Regions from separate parts of the Sus scrofa genome. Here all the other regions are linked to region 3. A link is a contact called in public HiChIP or PLAC-seq data. All regions are on one chromosome and are shown on one strand. The core of a region is the stretch at or near the end of the contact, and the rest is flanking DNA. Distances in the headings are between cores, read along the strand shown. Region 1 overlaps PITPNC1 (phosphatidylinositol transfer protein, cytoplasmic 1). Region 2 overlaps PITPNC1 (phosphatidylinositol transfer protein, cytoplasmic 1). Region 3 overlaps PITPNC1 (phosphatidylinositol transfer protein, cytoplasmic 1). Region 4 overlaps PITPNC1 (phosphatidylinositol transfer protein, cytoplasmic 1).

What was found. HiChIP or PLAC-seq counts read pairs in DNA pulled down with a chosen protein or histone mark.
Region 1: an H3K27ac HiChIP or PLAC-seq map of alveolar macrophages shows a contact between it and region 3. The contact joins two enhancer-like sites. A contact is called at or near these places in 8 of 47 Hi-C or Micro-C datasets (alveolar macrophages, blood, embryonic fibroblasts and 4 more) and 2 of 2 datasets of contacts at active chromatin or transcription factors (alveolar macrophages and skeletal muscle).
Region 2: a contact with region 3 is called in an H3K27ac HiChIP or PLAC-seq map of alveolar macrophages. The contact joins two enhancer-like sites. A contact is called at or near these places in 1 of 47 Hi-C or Micro-C datasets (embryonic fibroblasts) and 2 of 2 datasets of contacts at active chromatin or transcription factors (alveolar macrophages and skeletal muscle).
Region 4: an H3K27ac HiChIP or PLAC-seq map of alveolar macrophages shows a contact between it and region 3. The contact joins two enhancer-like sites. A contact is called at or near these places in 1 of 5 promoter capture datasets (liver), 4 of 47 Hi-C or Micro-C datasets (embryonic fibroblasts, fibroblasts, retroperitoneal adipose tissue and 1 more) and 2 of 2 datasets of contacts at active chromatin or transcription factors (alveolar macrophages and skeletal muscle).

What each region holds. Positions count from the first base shown.
Region 1 is chr12:13,816,550-13,822,521 of Sscrofa11.1, forward strand. All of the region lies in intron 1 of PITPNC1 (phosphatidylinositol transfer protein, cytoplasmic 1), which reads left to right. Among named protein-coding and RNA genes, the nearest start is that of PITPNC1, 78 kb to the left of the region's middle. Within about 2 kb of position 2,357, at least 24 of the 83 cell types and tissues checked have an H3K27ac peak or open chromatin away from gene starts, as enhancers often do. A contact at or near this core is called in alveolar macrophages and retroperitoneal adipose tissue, where this site is marked.
Region 2 is chr12:13,857,811-13,863,509 of Sscrofa11.1, forward strand. All of the region lies in intron 1 of PITPNC1 (phosphatidylinositol transfer protein, cytoplasmic 1), which reads left to right. Among named protein-coding and RNA genes, the nearest start is that of PITPNC1, 120 kb to the left of the region's middle. Within about 2 kb of position 3,716, at least 5 of the 83 cell types and tissues checked have an H3K27ac peak or open chromatin away from gene starts, as enhancers often do. A contact at or near this core is called in alveolar macrophages, where this site is marked.
Region 3 is chr12:14,008,496-14,014,187 of Sscrofa11.1, forward strand. All of the region lies in intron 8 of PITPNC1 (phosphatidylinositol transfer protein, cytoplasmic 1), which reads left to right. Among named protein-coding and RNA genes, the nearest start is that of NOL11, 24 kb to the right of the region's middle. Within about 2 kb of position 4,391, at least 24 of the 83 cell types and tissues checked have an H3K27ac peak or open chromatin away from gene starts, as enhancers often do. A contact at or near this core is called in alveolar macrophages, liver and retroperitoneal adipose tissue, where this site is marked.
Region 4 is chr12:13,833,713-13,839,726 of Sscrofa11.1, forward strand. The region is part of intron 1 of PITPNC1 (phosphatidylinositol transfer protein, cytoplasmic 1); the gene reads left to right. Among named protein-coding and RNA genes, the nearest start is that of PITPNC1, 95 kb to the left of the region's middle. Within about 2 kb of position 3,384, at least 5 of the 83 cell types and tissues checked have an H3K27ac peak or open chromatin away from gene starts, as enhancers often do. A contact at or near this core is called in alveolar macrophages and liver, where this site is marked.

The DNA.
Region 1 (5,972 bases), core at 1,107-3,606, 190 kb before region 3:
TTCTTTCATCCCCTTTTTCTGATACCAAACTGAGATTCCTAGAGATTAAGTTTCCTGAGTGCACATATCTAGTGGATAATGAGAGCCAGAATTAGTCCAAGCAGCAGGGTTCGCAACTCTCATTGCACAGAAGAATCACCTGGGAAACTTAAAAAATAAAATAAAATCCCATTGGTGGGTCTCACTGCCATATATACTGATTTAATTAAGCAGGGCAAGGACTAGGTCATGGGTTTCCCTTTTAGAACTGCAGCGATTCTAGAGCTCCCATTGCGGCTCAGCAGGTTAGGAACCCAACAAAATGTCTGTGAGGATGCAGGTTCGATCCCTCACCTCGCTCAGTGGGTTAAGGATCTGGTGTTGCCAAGAATTGTGGTGTAGGTCTCAGACGCGGCTCAGATCCTGCATTGCTGTGGCTGTGGTATAGGCTGGCAGTTGCACCTCCTCTTTGACCCCTGGCCTAGAACTTTCATATGCCTTGGGTGTGGCCATAAAAAGGAAAAGAAAAAAAGGAGAAAAAAAAAAAAAAAAAAAAAAAGAACTACAGTCAACACATTCAACTGTGTTTCCTGGATTGAACTTCTTCAATTCAGAGTATGGTCTACGGAGCAGCCGCAAAGCATCCTCTGGAAGTTTGTTGGACGTGCAGAATCTCTGGCCTCATCCCAGATGCTCTGAATCAGAACCTGCCTTGTAACAAGATTCCCAGGTAATTCCTGTGCTGGGTGAAGTTTGGAAACAATAGGTATTGCCTCTGAGGCAGTTTCCTGAGCTGCTCGTTGGTATCTCCACTGGGGACTCTGGGTTTTATTTTTACCATTCAGACAACATTCAAGGACTGGGGGCCTCCATCTAGGGCCCTGGCTTCCCTTTGCCCTGCGGCTTCCACCTGTGTCCTAAACTGAGAACCCGTGTGCTCCCCTCCTCCCCCCTAAAATTCTTGCTCAGCACCCCCAGGTAGAGTATGTTTTCACCGCCCTCAATTTTTGAATGTGTTGTAGCGACGTCAGCAAACCAAGACCCCAGTCTGGGTGCTCCAGGCTCTTCCTGTTAATAGCGATGCCCCAGCCCACCCTCGTTAGCCCTTGTGTTCAGCCCCTAAGACTCTCTCTACCTCTAGCTTAGACACTGCTTGGATTGTAGAGGAAGGAGGCAGCACCTTTTCTTTCCCCCTAAAGAGAAAGTACTCAGCCAATGTTTTTTTTGAATACTGGAATGAAATGAAGGCTGTGTGGGCATCTGGGAAATTCTGACATTACAAACAGGCTTCGCCCATCCCAGCTGGACTTGGCTTTCGGTGGAGGGGCCTCTAACCCAGCAAATCCATCCATTGTCTTTCAAAAAGGGATCCTTCTGAGTTCCTGTCTTCAAATCCGCTGCTGAGTGATCTTTTCTAAATCCATAGTTGCATTGTGGGTAGTGAGTGCCTGAAAGAGACACAGAAATCCCTGTTCAGCCTCTTTTTTGGGAAACTGAGCGCCTGGCTTCTTTTCCAGCCCGTCCTTCGCCATTTTTAACCACAAGCCCCCTTTGATGTGGGGCCATCCTGAGCGGGGCAAACTCCCCTCCCCCATCTCCTGTCCCTTTTCCAACCTTCCTCCCTGAAGGAACAAAACAACAACAGACCAAAGTGGGAAAAAAAACAGGGGAGGTTTGTGAAATCCCTTGAAAGGGTGTTCCTGAAAGAGGATTCAAAAGTGCGTGGAGGGGGTCTGTGTCTCGCTTTTTCTGAAAGTGTTGGGAGGTCTCTGTGCGTCAGATCTGCAGAGACTGGAGTGATTATTTGGGCTCAGAAGCCATTCATTAGTGGCCACGGGTAAGAAGACCTTGCCAGTTGCTTGTCATGTCTCTGAATTCAGAGGTTTTGAAAAGACCCCAAATGGGCTTTGTGGCTTTCTTCAGTCTGGTTAGTTTTTTTGTTTTTTTTTTTTCCCCTTCCTCCTCCGGCTGCTCTGTTCTTTGCCCCGTGTTTCTCCTCTGTTGCCCACAGCAACCCCAGCAGCTGGTACCGGAGTTGGGGGAGACGGAGGCCAGGTTACCTCGGAGCCCAGAAATCATTACTGAGCAATTCGCCGGAGCCACACAAAGGAACAGTTTTCTCTGAAAATCCCCTGATTCAAACCACCCAAGGTCACGGCTCCCCAACCTTGCCTTTCCAGAGAGGCCTGCTCCTTCTGGTCCCTGAGAAACCCAGGGCCCCACCTCTGGACGGAGGCATCTGTTTACCAACAGCGCTTTGTAAACTTGTAACACATTTCCTTCCTGTCACGGGGAGGGGGGGGCGCCCTCCCTGCCACCCACCCTGATTCCGAAGGCTCTTATGTAGTGAAGGGTGTTAACGGAATCTAAAGTCACCCTCCCTGTGCAGGAGACAGACTGGGGGGAGGGGTAGCCCACAGCCACCTGTGTAGACTCGGCAGCCAGGCTGTAAGGTTTTTCTCTTTTGCTCTTTCCCACAAGAAAGCGCTTTGTCAAGAGGAAGCGCCAATATCGTCATGGAAATAAATGATCAGGCGGTCGCAGCCAGATGAATTGAGCTGTCCTGTCTTTGGGGGGACTTCTTCCATGATGTATCTAAATCTCCGTGTCCAGAGGAGCCCAGCAAGGCTTGATCTGGTGACTCTCTTGCACCTCACTTGGTAAACTTCCTCTCTGTTGGAAAACCAAGACACTCTCTCCAACCCAGAGGATGAGCAGGTAGAAAAGGATCCCAGCCAAGAGGGAGATTTTTGTAAAGGAGAGGAAAAATAAATTTGGAAACATGAAATTGTGTTCCTCATTTACATTCTGCTTTCTGATGCCTGAGTCTCCCAGTTCCTTGCAATTCCAAGGACTGGCGGGCCCTTTGGATATTTGTCAGTGATGAGGGAAGCCCGGGTTGGGTAAAGGCATTTTCTCCTGCAATGTTCATTTCTATTTCCATGGTTTGCCTCGGTCCTTTTCTTTAATTAATGCGGTTTATGCTCACTGATGAATAATTCAGAGTCATACAAGCAACAGATGTCAGAGGATTCAAAATGACTTTCTCTGAATTATTTATTATTTCCCAAAAAGTAACAGGTTTGTTGAACAAGTAATTGGCAACACAGATGTAGATCAAGGTTTGTCAGCGGGAAACAAGGCCTACTATTGCTTTCCCTTTTAGGCGTGTTAGTAGCTGGGCCAGCACCGTGCAGGGGGAGTTTGCCTGATCCCACTGCTGGGGGAGTCGGTTACTCATCCCAGGTCCTGGGTGGAGAGCTGGACTTGGTTTGGTTTTTCTGTTTGCCGAAACGTGACTAAGAGTTCATTCCAAAATATAATGAATGAAGGCAACCTTGCAAATACATATTAGACATAACGACAATGCAAATCCTCAGAAAGAGGGCACATCTTTGTTTGCACAGATTTGCTGACCCTAGAGATGTGGGGGGGGACAAACCCAGATGGTTATGTAAAGATTTGTGTACGAAAGTGTTCTCCGTGGGGCGTTGTTTATAACAGAATTTTTAAAAGGAAAGAAATGCAAATAACCAACAATGAAAAATTACTTGAATGAATGTCGATAAATCCAAGCAATAGAATAGCATACAGTCATTTGAATTAAATGTATGTATTTTTTGGAGTTCCCTGGTGGCCCAGAGGGCTAAGGATCAGGCATCATCACTGCTGTGGCTCATGTCACTGCTGTGATGTAGGTTAGATCGCTGGCCTAGGAACATCTACATGCAGTGGGTGTGGCCTAAATAAATCAATAAATTTTTGATATAGAAAAATATTCAGTATATTAGATAGAAGATGATACTAAGTGAGAGAGGCTCTAAACCAGTGTGGTTTCATTTCTGTAGAAAAATATGTATATGTGTTTTTTGGGGGGAGACACAGAGAAACGCTGAAAAGGAACTTCCGCCAAATGTTAATTATTATTTAGGTGCAGTAGGGTCCAGGTGACTTTGCTGCTTCTCATATTTTCTCATCCTTTCGACTATAAATACACACGCATTAGTTACAGTCAAAGGCCAAGCATTGAGACCTAAGGAATTTCTCCCTCGTTTAGCAGGTTGAGGTGAGGGTACAGATAGGCAGCGGGCTGGGTTCCATTCAGATATCCATGGACCTGTTTCCTTCCCTCCTGTGGCTTCTCGCTCCCCAGGGCCTTGTCCTCTTGTACACGGTCACGGCTGGGTGCCCTCACAGAGAGGAAGAGGGGGCGTGGAAGAGACTCTGGTTCCAAAGTGGCACACATCCCTTGCCAGAGACACAGTCACGTGACCATACCCAGCTGCCAACTATAAAGCTTGATGGGAGCAAAATCCTGATAGGCATTAATGTGACCAGCCGTGATGCTATGCTACAGAGGAAGGAGAAAATGACTTTTGCTGGAAAGCTTTCAGCCTCTGCCAAATGTCTTACCTGTATAGTAAAAAATAATGTAAAATTTTCTACAGGGATGGAGTTTGGGATTAGATGTCCTCAAGAGCACTTCCTTTAGGAATTAATCATACAGAGGAAGCACACAATTTGGATGCTACCTTCAAGGGATTTACAGTTCAATAAAGTAACCGGATCAATAGCAATTCAAAATCGTATATGCAAAGGGCCAAAGGAGTAGCCAGATAAATGCAGAGAAGAAGATCGGCTAGGATCATGGAATAAGGCTTAGGAGAATTGAAAAGTTTGCAATTCTGCTTCATCAAGCTACAAGGATTACTTGGATCTCTGGAAGGAGAAAGACTGTGTTTTGCGACATTTTTCGCCATAGAGGAATGGAATCAGAATTTCTTACTGACCTAACAGTAAGGCTGGAACTGATCTTCAGGACGCTGTTATTTATTGTAATTCTTTGTTAAATCTGTAGTGATCTTTAGCATAAAATATTTTAGAAGGGCTACAATTTAAGCAAAACTCTTGACAATGAATTGATCAGTTATTTTTAAAAGAAATGTTAAAAAACATGGTTTTATAGTTTTAAAATATGGGAGTTCCCGTCGTGGCACAGTGGTTAACAAATCCGACTAGGAACCATGAGGTTGTGGGTTCAATCCCTAGCCTTGCTCAGTGGGTTAAGGATCCAGCGTTGCCGTGAGCTCTGGTGTAGGTTGCAGACGCGGCTCGGATCTGGTGTTGCTGTGGCTCTGGCGTAGGCCAGCGGCTGTGGCTCCGATTCGACCCCTAGCCTGGGAACCTCCATATGCACAGCCCAAGAAATGGCAAAAAGACCAAAAAAAAAAAAAAAAAGTTTTAAAATATGGTTATGTGGAGGAGAGTATTTCTAGACCTGTTTGGAAGGCAAACCAGAAGTATACTATAGATAAAGGGCTCCCCTTCCTTTGGATAGAAAATTTTCTATCTCTGATATATTTTTAATAATCATATGAAACATTACCTCCTTCACAGTAGAATCAGATTTTGCATATCTTTTGCCTAGCATTAGGTTTTTCAACTCTGCAGCGCTTAGGCTAGTAAAACCGAAAAATGTTTTGGTTCTATATAGAAAACTTCTGAAAGTCGAATGGTGGATTTTAGTCTCTTTTTCCCCCCTTCTTTAAGTATTTACAGTGTTGTGTTAGTTTCAGGTGTACAGCAAAATGATTGTTATACACACACACACACATATATGTTATATATTGAATATAATTCCCTCTCCTGTATGGTAAGTCCCTGTTGTTAGTCTCTTCTTTAATCCACCCCAAATATGGTCCCTTAAGACATGCTGGAAATCCAAATTCTCATAATTGGCTGTTTCCCTGATAGTCCATGAGGTGCAATAAATTTTATTTATTTATTTATTTGTCTTTTTAAGGCTGCACCTGCTGCATTTGGAAGTTCCCAGGCTAGGGGTCAAATTGGAGCTGTAGCCACTGGCCTACGTCACAGCCACAGCAATGTCAGATGCGAGCCATGTCTGCAACCTACACCACAGCTCACGGCCACACCGGATCCTTAACTCACTGAGTGAGGCCAGGGATCGAACCTGTATCCTCATGGATGCT
Region 2 (5,699 bases), core at 2,466-4,965, 150 kb before region 3:
ATGTAATCAGAAGTTACAAACGCATGTGGCCAAATGTAGCTCACCAGTTTCTCATGTTTATAGTGTTGTGAGTTGCTGTTCCTGTTTTTAATTCCAGCCAACATTTAGAAGTTACTCATATTAAAAACTCTAGATTTCCAGCTTTTCTTGTGTAATAGGAAATGTTGACAAGCATCCCCTAGGGCATGGTGGCTGCAGCCCCCTTTAGACGGGGCATGGCCCTCCAGGTTTCTGCGTCCCACCATTCTTTCCCTCCCTCCCTCGCATCTGGTTATCATTTGTAATTCATCTTCACACTTGCCTTGTTGTTTTCCTTAAGGTAGAAAAACATACCCTGGTACCCATGTCTCTACTAAAAGTGGGAAACGAAGACAAAAATATTAAGGCAAACATTTTTCTTTTCTTTTTTTCTTTCTTTTCATTCATTCATTCATTCTTTCTTTCTTTTTTTTTTTTTTTTTTTTTTTTTTTTTTAGGGCCGCACTTGCGGCATTTGGAAGTTCCCAGGCTAGGGGTCCAATTGGAGCTGTAGCCACTGGCCTATGTCAGAGCCACAGCAGTGAGGGATCTGAGCCACATCTGTGACCTACACCAGAGCTCACGGCAACACCGGATCCTTAACCCACTGAGTGAGGCCAGAGATCAAACCTGCATCCTCATGGATGCTAGTCAGGTTCGCTAACTGCTGAGCCACAACGGGAACAATCCTATACATTTTTCTATGTATAAGTGAAGGATTGTCCCATGTGTTTAATTTGCTGAGAAAGTGAATCTGTTCATTTTAGCCACTGGTTTTATGCATTGACCTGACCTGCCCCTGGAAATGTGACCCGTGTGTGATTCAGTCCTAACAATCTTCCCCTACTGGGTGTTCAAGGGCCCCTCTCTGCTCCATTATCCCAGTGGTTCTCAACCTTAACCTGGAAGTTTGAAAAAATAACAAGGCCTGGGTTTGGGGATGTTGTACCCGTTACTCCCTCCTGCAAAGAGCAGGAGAACCTTTTTGGGAGGATCCAGAGGAGGAACACTTACTGGATTTGTGTCTGGAGGCATGGTCTCTTTTTCTTCGCATGCTGCTTCTTAGGATTCCCCGTGAAACCGAGGGTTCTGAGTCCTGGCATTCTTGGGTGGAAATCCAGATGGGCAAGTGAGACCAGCGGTGCCCTTATTCCCAGGGAAGAGAGAAGTGCTTCCATTCTTTTTCCTTCGTGTGTTCCTTTCTCTGGACTTCCCATCCTTAACACTCAGAGTAGTAAGACATAGAGGGTCAAGTGTTGGCTGTGGACTTGGAGAGAGTGAAGCTAGGCTGCCTGCCTGGCTCTATCCTCCAGGACGGCCCTCCCTGGGCAACAGGGCTCACCACTTCCAGGCCGGGAGGCCCACTTACCAGGCTCGGAGCCTGTTGGGTTGAGGCCAGAGCTAGTGTGAGTACTGCCTCAGCTGGAGCAGCCTTTTGGACAGTTTTTCCCCAAAATGTGGCTTAGCATGGCCAGTTGAGGACCCAAGTGGTCAGTCCCTGGTGGCAGATCACTAGTCAAAATCTCAGCATTGCAGCACTGACCCCTTCCAGCTTCCCACAAGCACACACAGATCTGAGGGCTCCATCCTGTGTTCCCAGGCAGCTTGCACTTCCTTTATGTATTTATACTTATATATTTAAAAGTTTATATTTTATCATCATTTTTTGTTTATATGTCTCTTTCCCTTACCAGAATCTAAGCTCCTTGATTGCAGGGACTATATTTGACCATTTTAATAGCTTAGTTCCCAGGACATAATTGATGTTTGATAAATATTCTCTAATGGATTTAAATTTTAATAATTTTATTGACTCTTTTGCCTTATGAAGAGCTGTTTTCTAGGTGCTATGGGAACACAAGAGGTTTAAAATGTAGTTTATATTCTGAAAGAGCCTGATATCCAGTTAGGGAGATAAGCTCAATCAATCATTCGTTCATTTGGTCCTTCCTTTGACATATACTGAGTGTCTAAGCTCTGGTCAGCTAGGCACTGGGGATATGAAGAGATCTGGTTGTGTACTCTACTCTCAAGTGGCTTCCAGTTAGTAGAGAATATGGGTATAAATGATATTTTTAAAAAAAAGCACAACTGAGTTCCCTGGTGGCTCAGTGGGTTAAGGATCTGGCATCACTGCTGTGGCTCAGGTTGCTGCTGTGGTGTGGGTTCAATCCCTCATTCCAGAACTTCTGCATGCTGTGGGCACAGCTAAAAAAAAAAAAAAAAAAAGGCACAACACAAAGTGATAAGTGCAATGATAAGATTTCTAGCAATTGCTAAAAATAATGGAGTAAAAAATAGCTCAAAACACTAATGGAAGAAGAACACAAAGCAGTGCATGACGTGGTAGTTGTCATCTGAAGTAAAGCCGGCTTTCCTGGGGTGTCACTCCGGACATTAAGAAGTGTCCCATGAAATCAGTGGTTCATGGTGCACGTCAGCACAGCAAAGGCCCAGAGAAGGCCCACGTTAAAAATTCCCATCCAACTCTGTCTGACCTTCTGTTCCCACACATAGGTGCGTGTGCAGCTCACCTCTCCCCACTGTATTCCAGCCAAGGAATGGACGTCCCTTGAAGTCTTTATGGGAAATGCCAGTGCAGATACCAGCGGTGGATTAGACAGCTGGTGCTCTTAATATTTTGGGGGGATGCGACCTTTTGAGAAGTTAACAGTGCAGGGAGTTGTGCACAGTTCATGGGTTTCTTGAAACCTATTCAAGACCCTTCGTTCTCCATGGTCGAGGAAAGAAAAGAAGGGAGCAAATCCCAGGTAGGAGGGATCTGTGTGGGCCAACACAAAGAGCTGGGAAAGATGGGTCTTATTCCGCACCAGGCGGTTTGCCTGTGAGGGAGGGAAAGATGGGGCAGAGAGAGGACCATGGTGGAGCTAGAGGTGGCCAACTGCCGGAGGCCTGATTGGCTGGCCTGGAATCTCCAGTCCTTAAGGACCAACTGCCTATGAAGATTAAGGGAGATGCAAGGCCCAGGACAACCCCACTAACAGGGAGTGGAGTCGTAGTAGGATCAGCCACAGATGGGCACGGCAGCGTCACAGAGCCAAAATCTTCCACCTGTGTGTCAAAACCTATTTTATTATCATGTGGAAATGCTCCAACTTGCCCTTGTTAACAGTGCTGAGTCTCCCAACTGAAAAATTCACTTCCAGAATTAGATTTGCCATCTAACCGGGCATCCTACCTTGAACAGTTAAAAATCCGATTGGTCTGGCTTCTAATTTTAGAAGGAATCGGGCTGACCTTCATTGCGCTGTTGCTAACTGGAGGCCGTTACCTGGGTGACTAGATTTACAATATGTCAGTATGCAAATACCATCTGCCCAAGAGGAGGAAGCAAGGCCTTGCTCCACTGGGGGTTGTCAGCAGTTCTGGAAATGTCTTCCTCTGGGATTATGGAGGAGGCTTGTCAAAAAGAAGGAAAACCAGGAAAGATGTGATCTTTGAATTTTAGTCTTTTCCTTTCTCTAGGAGTGAGGACAGGAGTTTGTGGTTTGCCTTATGGACCTGGTGATAGACCTGTAGTTCTCAGATTTTACATTTCTTTGGGTGGGGGGAGTCAAAAGGGTAGTAGCATCTATCATTTTGGTGTATTTAGATTCAGATAATTGCAATGGCTTAATGAAACCTGTGACTATGCAATTTTCCACAATGCCTTTAGGAATCTAATTTCAATTGATAAGAGTGTCTGAGCAGAGAGCAAGCCGCTGCCTTTCTCCTGCAGGCTCTCAAGAAGGGTGCGGAGAAGTGGCTATTTCATCTCACTTTCCCTCACATCAGCTTGACCGGGAAGCTCAGGGGATTTTCTCCTCTAGGATATCTATATGCAGCTCCTGTCCTGTATATTGTTTCAGGCTAAAGTTTAGAATCACATTTGGAAACATTCACATCCAAAGACAGGCTGGGAGTTTCTATTCCTTTTCGCGAAATAACTGTCACATCAGCTGTCAGCTGTGGGAATTTCTTCCACCCACGTGTTTTGTGAGTCCAAATTAGATGGACTCATTAATTTTCATTTTTACTTTAAAAACTCAAGGACTTGTATGGGTGGGTAGGCTTCCTTTAATTACTGTGTGTCACAATTTGTGTAGGAGGGAGAGTTTCCAGAAGCAGGGCCGAGGACCTTAGGCTCTTAGCTTCTAATTCTGTCCCCCCCTGGTAACTTCCCCTGTGGCCTCTTCTCTTCTCTGCTCGCTCTTGTTGGCACTGCTGTCTCCCACCTCTTTAAAAAAAATTTCTAATATCAACCAAAAACTGTCAGCAGCATGAAGGAGTGAAGAAAGTCACTTTACTTCCCAGGGTACTTTCACCCAGCCTTATAAATAAATAGCTTTTATTGAGATGTCAAGCAAGTGGCTGAGGCGATTAATGCCAGAGACAGGGGAGTGTGGATCCCGGAGCTGGGCTACCTGGATTCAAATCCCAGCTCTGCTACTTTTTAGCTGGGTGACGTTGGCAAGTTACTCAACCTCTCCGTGCACCAGTTCTTCATTTGTAAAATAGAGATAAAAATACTGCCTACCTCATAGGGTGGTTGTGAGGATTAAATAAGTATAAATACTTTAGCATCAGGCTGCCTCTAGAAAAGTTAGCACTGTGTGGAAGCTTTTTTCCCCCTCTGTTTTCCTTTTTTTTCCCAAAACAACTTTTTATTGACACAGAGTTGATTAACAATATTGTGTTAGTTTCAGGTGTATAGCAAAGTGATTCAGTTGTGTGTATGTGTGTGTGTATATAGTCTTTTCCATTATAAGTTATTGCAAGGCATTGAATATAGTTCCCCATGCTATACAGGGAACTATAAATCCTTGTTGTTTATCTGTTTTATATGTAGTAGTGTATATCTGCTAATACCATACTCCTAATATCTAGCCCCCACCTTTCCCTTTGGCAACCATATGTTTAACTCCTCATTGTCTGTGAGCTTATCTTTGTATTGTAAATAAGTTCATTTGTGTCACTTTTTAAAGATTCCACATGTGAGTGATATCGTGTCGTTTTTGTCTTTATCTGGCTTACTTCATTTAGGATTGAAGTTTCTAGTTGCAGCATGTTGCAGCAAATGGCATTATTGTGTTCTTTTTTATGGCTGAGTAGTATTCTATTGTGTATATGCACCATACCTTCTTTATCCATCCGTTTGTTGATTGGCACTTAGGTTGCTTCCATGTCTTGGCTAATGTAAATAGTACTGCTACAAACATTGGGACGTACGTATCTTTTTGAATTAGTTTTTGTCTTTTCCAGATATATGTCCAGGAGTGGGATTGCTGGATCATAAGATAACTCTATCTTTAGTTTTTTAAGGACCCTCTATACGGTTTTCCATAGAGGGTGTACCAATTTACATTCCCACCTCTGTGTAGGAGGGTTGCCTTTCTTCCACACCCTCTTGTGTGTGGCAGCTTTTATTGTTATTTCCGTAGTACATCTTCAGGGGTCCTAGGAAGTAGTGAGGTTTTGCTGTGAGCAGATAAATGTCAGGATTTTTTCGCAGGCTGTAACTTACCCTTTCTCCTTAACAGGTTGGTGTTTCTCCATGCAGGGGTCATGCCTCATTTTCTGTACGACACCTTCCTGGACAACTATAGCTTGTGCCACTCCATTTCTAATCCCTCGTACCGTTTCCTTATGTGTTGTATGAGCAGCACCTTTGGACCATCTGT
Region 3 (5,692 bases), core at 3,141-5,640:
CCGAGGCATGCGGAGGTTCCCAGGCTACAGGTCGCAAAGTACATCTTTTTACCAGTTTGCAAACTGATGGCATCCCTCTTCTAACGGCCCCCAAAAATTGATTGTTAAAATAATGTTCTCTTCCTTTGTTATCGAAGTAATGCATATTTTTAATACAGAAAATATAGATAAGCAAAAAGGAAAAAATGAAAATGACATATAAGTCAAATTCCTCAAAACAATCACTGTTAATGTTTCGAAACGTACCCGTTCAGTCTTTTTCAAATGTACGTAATGCGTTTCTGGCAAAAATGTTTTCATACAACATGTACAATCTTTTTATCTCTGGTTTTTTATTTAACAGTATCCCGAGGACATTCCTCTATCGTGTTCAGTTTTCTTCTACATCATTTTTAATGGCTGCATACTACTATCAGGCCCAAGTTGTTTTTGATTTTTCACTATTATGAACAAGATAATAATGAGTTTCTTGGTTATTAAATCTTTCTTCACATCCATAAAATTTGATATATCTTTGAAAGCCCATAATCACACCGTGAAAGCCTCTCTCCAAACAGTGAGCTAATTAAAGTACAGTTTCCATTAAGATTTACGAGAGCAAGAGAAATTTAACCACCTTTGTTTTTGTTTTGGAAATTACTGTCATGGCATTGGGGGAGGGGTGAAAATAAAGTGTGTGGAGAATGTTAATGAATATATGTATAGAGGATTTTTAGACGTTAACTGAAAAGGACCTCAATCTTCATTCCAAGTGTATTTGTGTTTAAGAAATTTTGATAACCAGCCACTGAACTTAAAGTGTTTCTCTTGAAAGGATGTGTTATTATTGTTAACTAAGATGCATTTGTTCCAACCTCAAAGCAGCGCCTCTTTACTGCTTTCCAGTTACCTTGATTTTCTAACAGAAAAGCATGCTCTTTGCTTGGCCAGACTGTTGCTTAGCATTCTTGATACTTACATTGCTTATTGACAGCATTTTCGATTAACGGTTTCGGGATGTGTGTGTTGGGGTGGGAGGGTCATCAGCCAAACAAAATAGCTCACGTCTGGATTTAGAGCTGCCCTGCGTCTCAGCCCCAGACCACACTGAATTAATTCATAAACTTCGGGCAGGTCTGCCCTTTGAAATTGAAGAGTCTCGCTTGAGACACATGGATTGATATAAAAAGACACCGAACCACATGATGCAGAAAATACTTAAGGAAAATTTTCCGCTGTAAATCCCCACTCTAAATCCCCACCAGGCTAATTAGTGATCAAGGTGGTAGACTGGTTAACGAATTGTCGAGCACTGATAACTCACGGTAAAGAGGCATGAAGTTAAATTCTGCCATGAGAGCAACAGAGGAATGCCCATCTGGGGAAATTGCTGATAAAATGTTATAAAACAACCAAGGAGTGGAGTGGGGAGTGGAGGATAAAGCAACAGAAGTATTTAAAGTGAGACTAATTATGATTTTTATGCACTTCACATACTGAAGACAAACAGGTTGTTTGTTTAAGTTTTTTATCAGTTGGGTTTAGACGAGGTTTCTCAACCTTGGCACCCCTGACATTCTGTTCCAGATAAGTCTTTGTTGGGGGCAGGGGGAATACTGTACACTTTGCAGGATGTGCCACAGCATCCAGGGCCTCTCCCCACGACATGCCAGTGGCACCTCCACCCCAATTGTGACAATGCAAAATTGTCCTCTGTGTTTCTTAAACCACTGGATTAAGAAATTATTATTCTGAAATACTGAAAAATTGCATACTCGGGCCAAAAAATCATCATGTCACGTGCCATTGTATTTATAGATCAGCGTGGGTGGAAGCAGTGCCAGCCAGCTCCAAGCTGTTAGGCTAGACTTGACGTTCAGTGTAGACCTGCACTCTCTGACACCATGCATTCTGTGCAGAAATACATCTCTGCGAGCATTGCACCAAATCTCACGGGTACCGGGGAGCAACATTTCTCTGACTTCTATGTCATGTCTCTTATAAATAGCAATGAAAGTGTCCTCTCTGTTGTCGAATGCCTTGTCTTAAAGAACCTCTAAATGTATTTTGAAAGGTATATGGAAGGTAAGTATTAAACCACACAGACCTGGCCCTGTCCTTCAAAGGGATCTTCTAACCATGCTCTTAGGAGATCTCAGGCTACGGCACTGTCCACGTGCTAACACTTCCTACCCACCTAGCTCACTTGACAAGAATCACCCCTCAATAACTTCCACTCTTCTCAGTTCTAAGACTCTTTTGACTTAACGCCCTTGTATTCACTCTCCCTTTGGCTGGTTGAGCTAACTTTATGATTGACTCCGCATAAAGTTAGTGAATCCCCTGCTTTGACACCTCTCTCTGGCTTCTGCTAAGCTGCCATCTTTCCCTAAAGTCTCCCCCCATTGAAAGTTTGCCTTTAATAACAGAAGTTGCCAACGTCTTGACCTTCTTTCAGATATGACAATGGATGATGTTCGGGAATACGAGAAAAACATGCATGAACAAACCAACATAAAAGTTTGCAATCAGCATTCCTCCACTGTGGATCACATAGAGAGCCAGACCCAAACAAGTGTATGTAGAATTTTTGAAACATGTTGCCCACCTTTGACCAAACGTACACGTAAACAGATCTTTGAAGTGACTTCAAACGCTCACGTCTCAAACGTCCACAAAAAAAGCATCGTCTCCCAGAGGCCATAGGTTAAAAAAAACCTCAGCAGGGTCTCCATTGGACAGTGTTAGCTCTTGCTTCCAGACATTTCCATTCTTTAAAGCTGCTTGACGTGGGGGGTTGTTTGGGTCAGGAAACCAAGAACACAGAGAGTGGAAACATTTTGTGGCCTGCGCCACAAAAGAACAGAGGGGTAAAAGCGGATGTCGTGTGAAAACTAAAACATCAATGCCAGTAACTTTTGAAGGCACAGCAAGCACTCCGTCATTCATGTAAGGGAGGGCTGTGGCTCATCTGGTATTTTAGGTTTCTTTACATTTGCTTTGAACTGCTCTCTATGGCTCTTTATGGCTGTCTTAATCCAACCAGTTTCTTGGGACTTGGGTTCATGTCCAGATGGGGCTGCTGTCCAAGTGCCCACTGGCAGAGCAGTGAAGGTGTGGTGAGGAGGAGCCAGATGAGATCCAGCCTGGGACTTAAGCCTGGGAGAGCCTGACATTATTTAGTGGCACAGGGGTGATGAAGAGCTGACTGTGTGGTGTACGCTGGCATCTTAACTAGAGTTCTGTCTCAGTCATTCATTCCCATGAAGATGAGTTACAAAGAAAAACGTTATCCCCAAGTCATTGATATGCATCTTTGGCCAGAGCTGTGATGTCTTTGGGTGCTAGCTTGAGCCCGCATGTCTGTTAATACCTAGTAGAGACTTAAGAAATTGACCACGTGGTTATAGAATGTTGAGAGGTGGCTGTCGTTGTAAGCGCTTTAGAATTGTGGAGACCTCTGGTTGCACGTGGGAAATGTCTAGTGGACTTTGGAGTGCATGTCTTTGGAATCTGCCTTGTAAGGCTCATGCGCTGCCGTAGACTGCATGTGACTGCCCTTGAGGTTGAAATGCCCCTGACTCTTCCTTCCCGTTTTGCATGCCATGGTTGGATTTGCAGAAAGCTGTTTGGACCAGACTTAACTGAGAAGTTCCTCTGTAGGCACCGACCAGTTCCAAGAGAACACCCCCCTTCCTCTTGCCCTGTTCTGAAGTTAGAAATGCTCAGTAAGGAGACTGTCCTTGAATTTCCATCACTTTGAATGACCTTTTCTTTAGGAATGCTAGACACCGTTTCCCCCCCTCAGCCGAGCTCTGAAAGCTACTCACTCTGTAAGCACAAGACAAAGGAAGCCAGGGAAAGAGGAAGATGCCTCATGGCCAAAGGATGTGACGCAGTGCTTTCCTCATTCTGAGTTCTTATGGCTTACAGCTTGAGGCTCTTTGGTTTTCTTTCTGTTTCACTGTGATTATTACTATTAGAAAGTCTACTGTGTAGAGATACCTGGGATGGGTCTGCCCGTGGGAAAGCCTGTGCGTTCTCTGGCTGCAACGCACAGTCCTTCCCATAACTTCAGAGACGTCTGTCTCCTCAGGAATTACACGAAGTGGTTATCTTTGAATGCTTACCACATGTCTCTTATTCTTTGGAATTCCATCAAATTGGGCATCATTTCTTTCTCCGTATTTTTCTTCTCTATCGTAATGGAAAACTTGAAATCAAAAGGCTGCTGCCCATAACAAGTAAAAACGGCATGGATGCTCGGTAAGTTTAAATCATCCACCTGCGTAGAGATAAACTAGATTGAAATTAGGCAAAATGAACATCCATGGCCACAGCAGTAAGGAAATAACAGTCTCCTTTTCAACTGAGCGGCTTCAATACTTTGAAGGAAGAGAACTTCTAAGAGACTGTGAACCAGAGTGTAGAATCCGAATTCTCTTCCTTGGGTGATTTCTGCCCCCTGCTGGATGTTTGGAGTAGAGCACTATATTCAGCCACTTGCATGGAAAACCTGGTTTTTCAAAGATGATATCCATTTATTATAACAGAAACACAGCTAAATTTTTTCGGAGTCCAAAATTTGTTTTGAAATACCTCTTTTTGAAAAAACTTAAATCTCATTTCTTAGCTTATTTAACAGTCTTGGTATTTTTTTTAAGTGGTAAGGTTACAGGTCAAGTACTTCCTGCTATATTCTGAGTTTTATATTCTATCAACAGTCATGATTTTTTATTCCCTTTGTAAAAAACGTTTCCCTTTCAGAAAGTTTTAATAACCATTCCCAGGAAATCCTCTTAAGGATTTTTGCTTTTCAAACAATATTTCTGGTTTGCTCATATGTTGTGATATGAACATACATAATTATGTATATGTCTTTATTATTAATACCGTGTTATGAGTATTTACTCCATAGTTAATATTTCCAAAGTGGCTGTGTTGCTTCCTACTAGTTTATGCACCATCCTCTACTGAAGGTTCCCCTGGGAGAGGACAGGAATGAAAAATGGGTGTCTGGGAAGCTGAAACAGATGAAGAGTTCCATGGGGCAGCCAATTTCATCTTTTACTCAAGGGCAAGCTTTAGGCCTTCACTCAGTGCTTTTTCTAATAAGCCCAGCTACCTGTTTTCCCCGTTAGCAGTGATAAAGTTGGCAGAGGATAGTAGCCAGGCTGAGAGTAATTAACAATAACTGTAGTAGCAATACTAATAGAGTTCCTGAGAATGAGAGACGAGACCTCAAACTCTTTGCTTTAGCAAAGTCATCACTGTATCATAGCACAGTGATATGTTTTCAGAGTATTATGTCTAAAAGGTAGGAAATGTCTGTAATACATTATTTAATGTATTTACATGAGGGAAAGATTTACATTTAAAACACTTTTTTTCTTCCTCACGTAGTAAGAACATTTCAGGTTTTCGGAAAATCTACATCATCTTGGCAATGCCTATTAAGTGAGGCATCCCTGAACTACTTCCTGAACGCCAAATAATGCTCCTTTTTCTTTTAAATAAAATTCTCACCCATGAAGTGATCCTCTCTTTTTGTTCTTTGCTCTTTTTCTTTTCGTGTTTCCTTGAGGAGTGGTTGGTTTTTTTGTTTGTTTGTTTGTTTTCTCCTTGGTTTGGGGATAATTAGCAGAGTTGGTTGGTTGTTGTCATATCATACTTGCTTTTTTAAGGTGAAGTAAGTGAAACACAGCATCTGAAA
Region 4 (6,014 bases), core at 2,134-4,633, 180 kb before region 3:
AAAAAAAAAGAAAGAAAGAAGGTTTACCAGAAAATACCCGCAAACCTGACACTCAGCGTTAACTACTGTTGAGTATATTTGCATATACGCTGCACCTATAAACCTTCCTTTCTATGCAAACATCCTATTTCTGCAGTTAGCAAATATTTATTGACTGCCAGCCATGTGCCAGTCCCTAGGGATAAAGCATGAGTAAGTGGACAAAAGCCCCTGTCTGCATGGAGCTGACATTCCAGTATACAACGCTACTACTAAAGTGAGGTCATAGGACACACACTTATTATGAACTGCTTTCTTCCCCTCCACAGATACTTTAACCTCTTCCATGATAACTATATTCTGACACAACTGCCGTAGATTTGTCCACCAACAAAACCTGAACCAAAGTTCTGCCCTGAGAAAGACTGCCGTTCTTAGTAGTCAGCCAGCCTGCCCTCTCCCTAGGACCGATTTGCTTTGTAACAAATCAAATGGGTTGTAGTAAATCAAAATTTGGAAAATGAAAGAGACTTTGTCAGAGCAAGAGTTACCACTGGATGAGATTTCCTGGAGCACCTTTTATTAGGGAACCTGTACTTTGGCATCATTTAGAAATGGGGCGGGCCCTCACCAGCTGAGTGAGATGTTTTTCTCTTTTTTTTTCCTTTTTTTTTTTTTTTTTGAGCAATTTGAGCAATCATAGTGTCCTCTGATTTATCTTTTAATTGAAGGATAGTTGATTTACAATGTTGTGTTAGTATCAGGTGTATGGAAAAGTGATTCAGATATATATATATATGTGTGTGTGTATATATATATATATGTATGTATATATTTACACACACACACACACACACACACATATATATATATATTATATATATATATATATACACACACTTCCCCCCCCTTTTAGGGCCAAAGTTCCCAGGCTAGGGGTTGAATCGAAGCTACAGCTGCGGGCCTATGCCACAGCCACAGCAACGCCAGATTCAAGCCATGTCTGCAACCTACACTACAGCTCATGGCAGTGATGGATCCTTAACCCATTGAGTGAGGCCAGGGATTGAACCCACATCCTCATGGCTACTACTTGGGTTTGTTATCCCTGAGCCACAATGGGAACTCCATGTGTATGTATATATATATATATATATATATACACACACATATATATATATACACATAAATATATATATATATAAATAATTTTTCAGATTCTTTTCCCTTGGTTATTATAAAAAATTGAGTATAGTTCTCTGTGCTATACAGTAGATCCTTGTTGGTTATCTGGCTGTTTGTTTGTCTTTTTAAGGCTGCACCCAAGGCATATGGACGTTCCCAGGCTAGGGGTCAAATCGGAGCTACGGCTGCCGGCCTACACCACAGCCACAGCAACACAGGATCCAAGCCTCGTTCGTGACCTACACCACAGCTCACAGCAATGCCGGATCCTTAATCCACTGAGGGAGGCCAGGGATTGAACCTTTGTCCTCATGGATCCTTGTCAGGGTCTTTACTACTGAGCCGTGATGGGAACTCGCATCTGTTTTATATATAGTAGTGTATATACGTTAATCCCAAACTCCTAATTTATCCCTCTCCCCACTTCCCCTTTGGTAACCATAAGTTTGTTCTCTATGTCTCTGGGTCTATTTTTTTTTGTAAATTCATTTGTATCTTTTTTTTTTTTTTTAGAATCCACATTTAAGTGATATCATATAATATTGTCCTTCTCTTACTTCACGCAGTGTGATTGTCTAGGTCCACCCATGTTATTGCAAATCCTCCCCTCCACCCATGGAAGACCAGACTCTTACTTGTTTCTTTAATTTTCCAGTTTTATTGAGTTATAATTGACATACGACACTGTATAAGCTTAAGGCAAACACTATAATGATTTTACTTACATGTATTGTGAATGTTTTCTGTTTCTTAAAGAGTGGCCTTTAGAGAGTTGCCTTGTGGCACAGGGGGTCATTGTCACTGCAGAGGCTCGGGTTACTGCTGTGGTGTGGGATCTGATCCCTGCCCAGGACCTTCCACATGCTGTGGGTGAGGCCAGAAAAAAAGGAGCGGCCTTTACCTCTTCAGTCTCTTGAACTTCTAGAAGTGAATATTTCCGGTGTATCCTACAGTTTATTAGCCATGTCACACTCACTAACGTTATTTTCGGTCTTGCTGGCTTTGGCACCTCTGGACTAGCATTTCTCAAACTTTGTTCCCAGGAAAAATTAATTTCCAGGATAAAAGGATTCCACGGTCAAATGAACTTGAGACAGGCTAGGGTAAATAAAGTCACCATGACCTATGATAAAGGACTTGTCAGAGCCTGTAGTCTGCAGAGATCTTCTTTCATTTATTTAGCTACTATTGATTGAGCATCCACATGCCAAGTGCTGGGGTTACACTTATGAACAGGGTCTCTCTTTTCACATTCTAAGTGGTTGAAACAGCTGCAAACAAGTAAATTCCTAAATAAAATACATGAATAAGTAATTTCTGATAGTGATAAAAGATGAAAAGACAGTAAAACAAGATGACATGATAGAGTGGGGATCAAGTGTTTTCACTCTGGGAAATGTTGCTTTTGCTATAAAACGGTAGCTTTGTGCGTTTTAACCTTTTATTTCTGGCTTACCATTCGTTTTATTCTTACTAAGCCTATTAAAAATATCAGCACCTTGGGCTGCTGCTATTTTAACATAGCTAGTTCATGAAACGCAGTCAGTCATGCATGATACAATACGGGTGCTCCTAGGGACCAATAGCAGGCATTTGGCTGGAGTTAGACTTGGACCTGGTGGCCGTTACCAGGTGAGTTAGTAGCTCTAGCAGATGCTGTCAGTGCCCTGCCATATTCCTTCATCTTTACCACTTCAATGCATGTTGGCCTGACTTCTGATGTACAGCACCTGCATTTCTTTGCTTGAAGATTTTTCTTGCCTAAAGATCAGTTTGCTGCCCATGATGCAATGCTTCCTGGGAGCAGCCTAACCAATGACTGACAGAGCTGATGAATAAATACCCCAGCTTCCTGGTGCTTTTTGATGGGTAAATCTAAGAGGTGCAACCACATGGCTCTGGCAGGTTCCACCTGTGGAGTTCCCCTCAGTTACCTAGAGTGGTAATCGGCTCGAAACGTACCATTTCTTTTTTCCTTTCCCTCCATCACCTCCCCATTCCTTTCGTGTCCCAAATACATTGCTTGCACTTGAGTTCTTTTCTCAGCATCAGCTCCTGGGGGAAGCCACGCCAAGCACTAGCTCATGTCAGAATCAGATTACAACCTTGAATCTAGCTGGTCAAGATAAATGAAAAAAGAGAAGACAATCTAATGAGGTCTGTCTTTAGAATTCTTGCAACATGAAGGGAAAACCCGCTCAACTCTAGAATATGCAGCCCGTGTTCAGGGGTTGTCTTGACCAATGACTTGGGCAACTGTGCATCGCATACTCTATATGCAATTAAATGTGAGTTAGCGATTTGTAACTATGTATTAGTCAATATAAACTCTGCTTTAAGAAAGCCAGAATGATGTCTTCGATAACATCGAAGACATTTTTCTCCATTTAGACATTTGATTGAACTGGGAAAATCACATTTCTGATTTTTAAATTAATGGCCAAGTACATCTGGATTTTAGCTCAGATTATTTTAGATAACCTGAAGAGCTAGACATTTCTCTTGCTTGGCATCCTGTTATGTCAAAATAATGAGATAAAATAGAAAAAATTTGGTGCCATTACTAATGCAGCAGATCCTAATAATTAGTCACATTTCCTTTCTTGTAAAGCAAGCATCTATCAAAAATCAAAGAGTGAGAGTTTGTTTTTGTAGTTATTAGGGCTCAGGAAATGCTTACAAAAGACAGAATGGTTTATGGATTTGGGCTGCAAACCTGAACTTGTAAAGACAAATTTGATGGGGATTAAGGTTTCTCAACCTAGAAATTGACATCTAGTATTGTCAGCCAGATGGAATTCCTGAATATGACATCCATTTTGACAACAAAATACACTTAAAAAAAAACAGCCCCCAAAAAACCACACACACAAAAGCCCATTTAATAGTCTCATTTCTAGTGTTTTTGAAAAGCTATCTGTTATTGTTTGTTGCTGTTGTTCAGATACTTCTGGTTCTCTCTCATTCTGGACACATGAGAGAATTGTGTTTCTGGTCTTCTGTGGCTGGGCGAGGACACGTGACTTGTTCTGCCCAATGAGCTGTAGCAACAACATAGTGCCACGTTTAGCATTTGCCTGTTCGTGTGGGCCCATCAAGCGTTCTCTCTTCCCCTTTTGTATGGTAACCGGCAAAGTTCAAGGTGATGACTGCTCTGTCAGCCCGTGTCCCTGAGTGACACAGAGGATCAGAGCAGCCCTGTTGACTTGCTTGAGCAAGAAGTAAATTTTGGCTGTTTTGAGCCAAGGATATATTGGGGTGCTTTGTTACCATGGCATAACAGACCAATACTGACTGAAACAGCTCTGGGCATAATATATTTAGCAACTTACAGGGAGAGTACTTTTAGCTAATTCTATTATGTTGTCACAGTGACAGTGATAGAGAGGTTTTTGTCCTTGAAAAACTGAACACATATAAGCAGCATTTAAAAGGTACCATAGAAATAAATGTCTTTGGATATAGACATTTTTTTTTCTTGTTTTTAATTGAAGTATAGTTGATTTACACTGTTGTGTTTCAGGTGTATAGCAAAGTGACTCAGTTATATATTTATTCTTCTTTGGATACTTTTCCATTACAGGTTATTAGAAGATGTTGAATATAGTTACCTGTGCTATATAATAAATCCTGTTGTTTATTTTATACATAGTAGTGTGCATCTGTTACCTCCAAACTCCTAATTTATTCCCCAGCTTTCCCTTTTGGTTACCATAAGTTTGTTTTCTATGTCTGTGAGTTTATTTCTGTTTTGTAAATAAATTCATTTGAATCATTTTTTAAGATTGCACGTATAAGTGATATATATATTAATCTTTATCTGATTTCACTTAATATGATAACCTCTAGGTCCATTCATTCATGTTGCTGCAAATGGCATTATTTCATTCTTTTTTATGGGTAAGATTCCATTGTACTACATCTTCTTTAGCATTCGTCTGTCACTTAGGACACTTAGGTTGCTTCCATGTCTTGGCTATTGTAAATAGTGCTGCTATGACATGGGGGTGCCTGTATCTTTTTGAATTAGAGTTTTTGTCTTTTCTGGATATATGCCCAAGAGTAGGATTGCTAGGTCATATGGCAACTTTATTTTTAGTTTTTTGTTTGTGTGTTTGTTTTGGCCACACTCATGGCATGTGGAAATTCCCTGGCCAGGGATTGAACCTGTGCCACAGCTGCAGCAACGCCAGATCCTTAACATGCTGTGCCACAGGGAGCTTCATATTTTTAGGTTTTTAAGGAACCTCCATACTGACCATATGACTTTACACTCCCACAAACAGTGTAGGAGGGTTCCCTTTTCTCTGCATGCTCTCCAGCATTTGTTATTTGTAGACTTTTTAATGATGGCCATTCTGACCGGTGTAAGGTGTTACCTCATAGTTTTGATTTTCATGTCTCTCAAATTAGCGATGTTGAGCTTCTTTTAACATGCCTATTGCTGTACTGGCTTCTTTTATTCAATTACTTTCTCATTTCTTAGGCTTAGGATTTTGGAAATTCTGAATTTTTGGTGTTGCTGAGAATTGAATTTTGAGAAGAAAATGTTGCAGAATTACAGAAAGCATTTTTGGAATAGTGCCAAGTATAATATGTGTCCTTAGAGGAAAAAAAAATGCCAGAGAGCACAACTTGAATTGGCAGGGGGTAGGGGAAGAACATATTTTCTTTTTTTTTTTTTTTTTTTGTCTTTTGGCTTTTGTCTTTTTGTTGTTGTTGTTGTTGCTATTTCTTGGGCCGCTCCCGCGCATATGGAGGTTCCCAGGCTAGGGGTTGAATCGGAGCTGTAGCCACCGGCCTACACCAGAGCCACAGCAACGCAGGATCCGAGCCGCGTCTGCAACCTA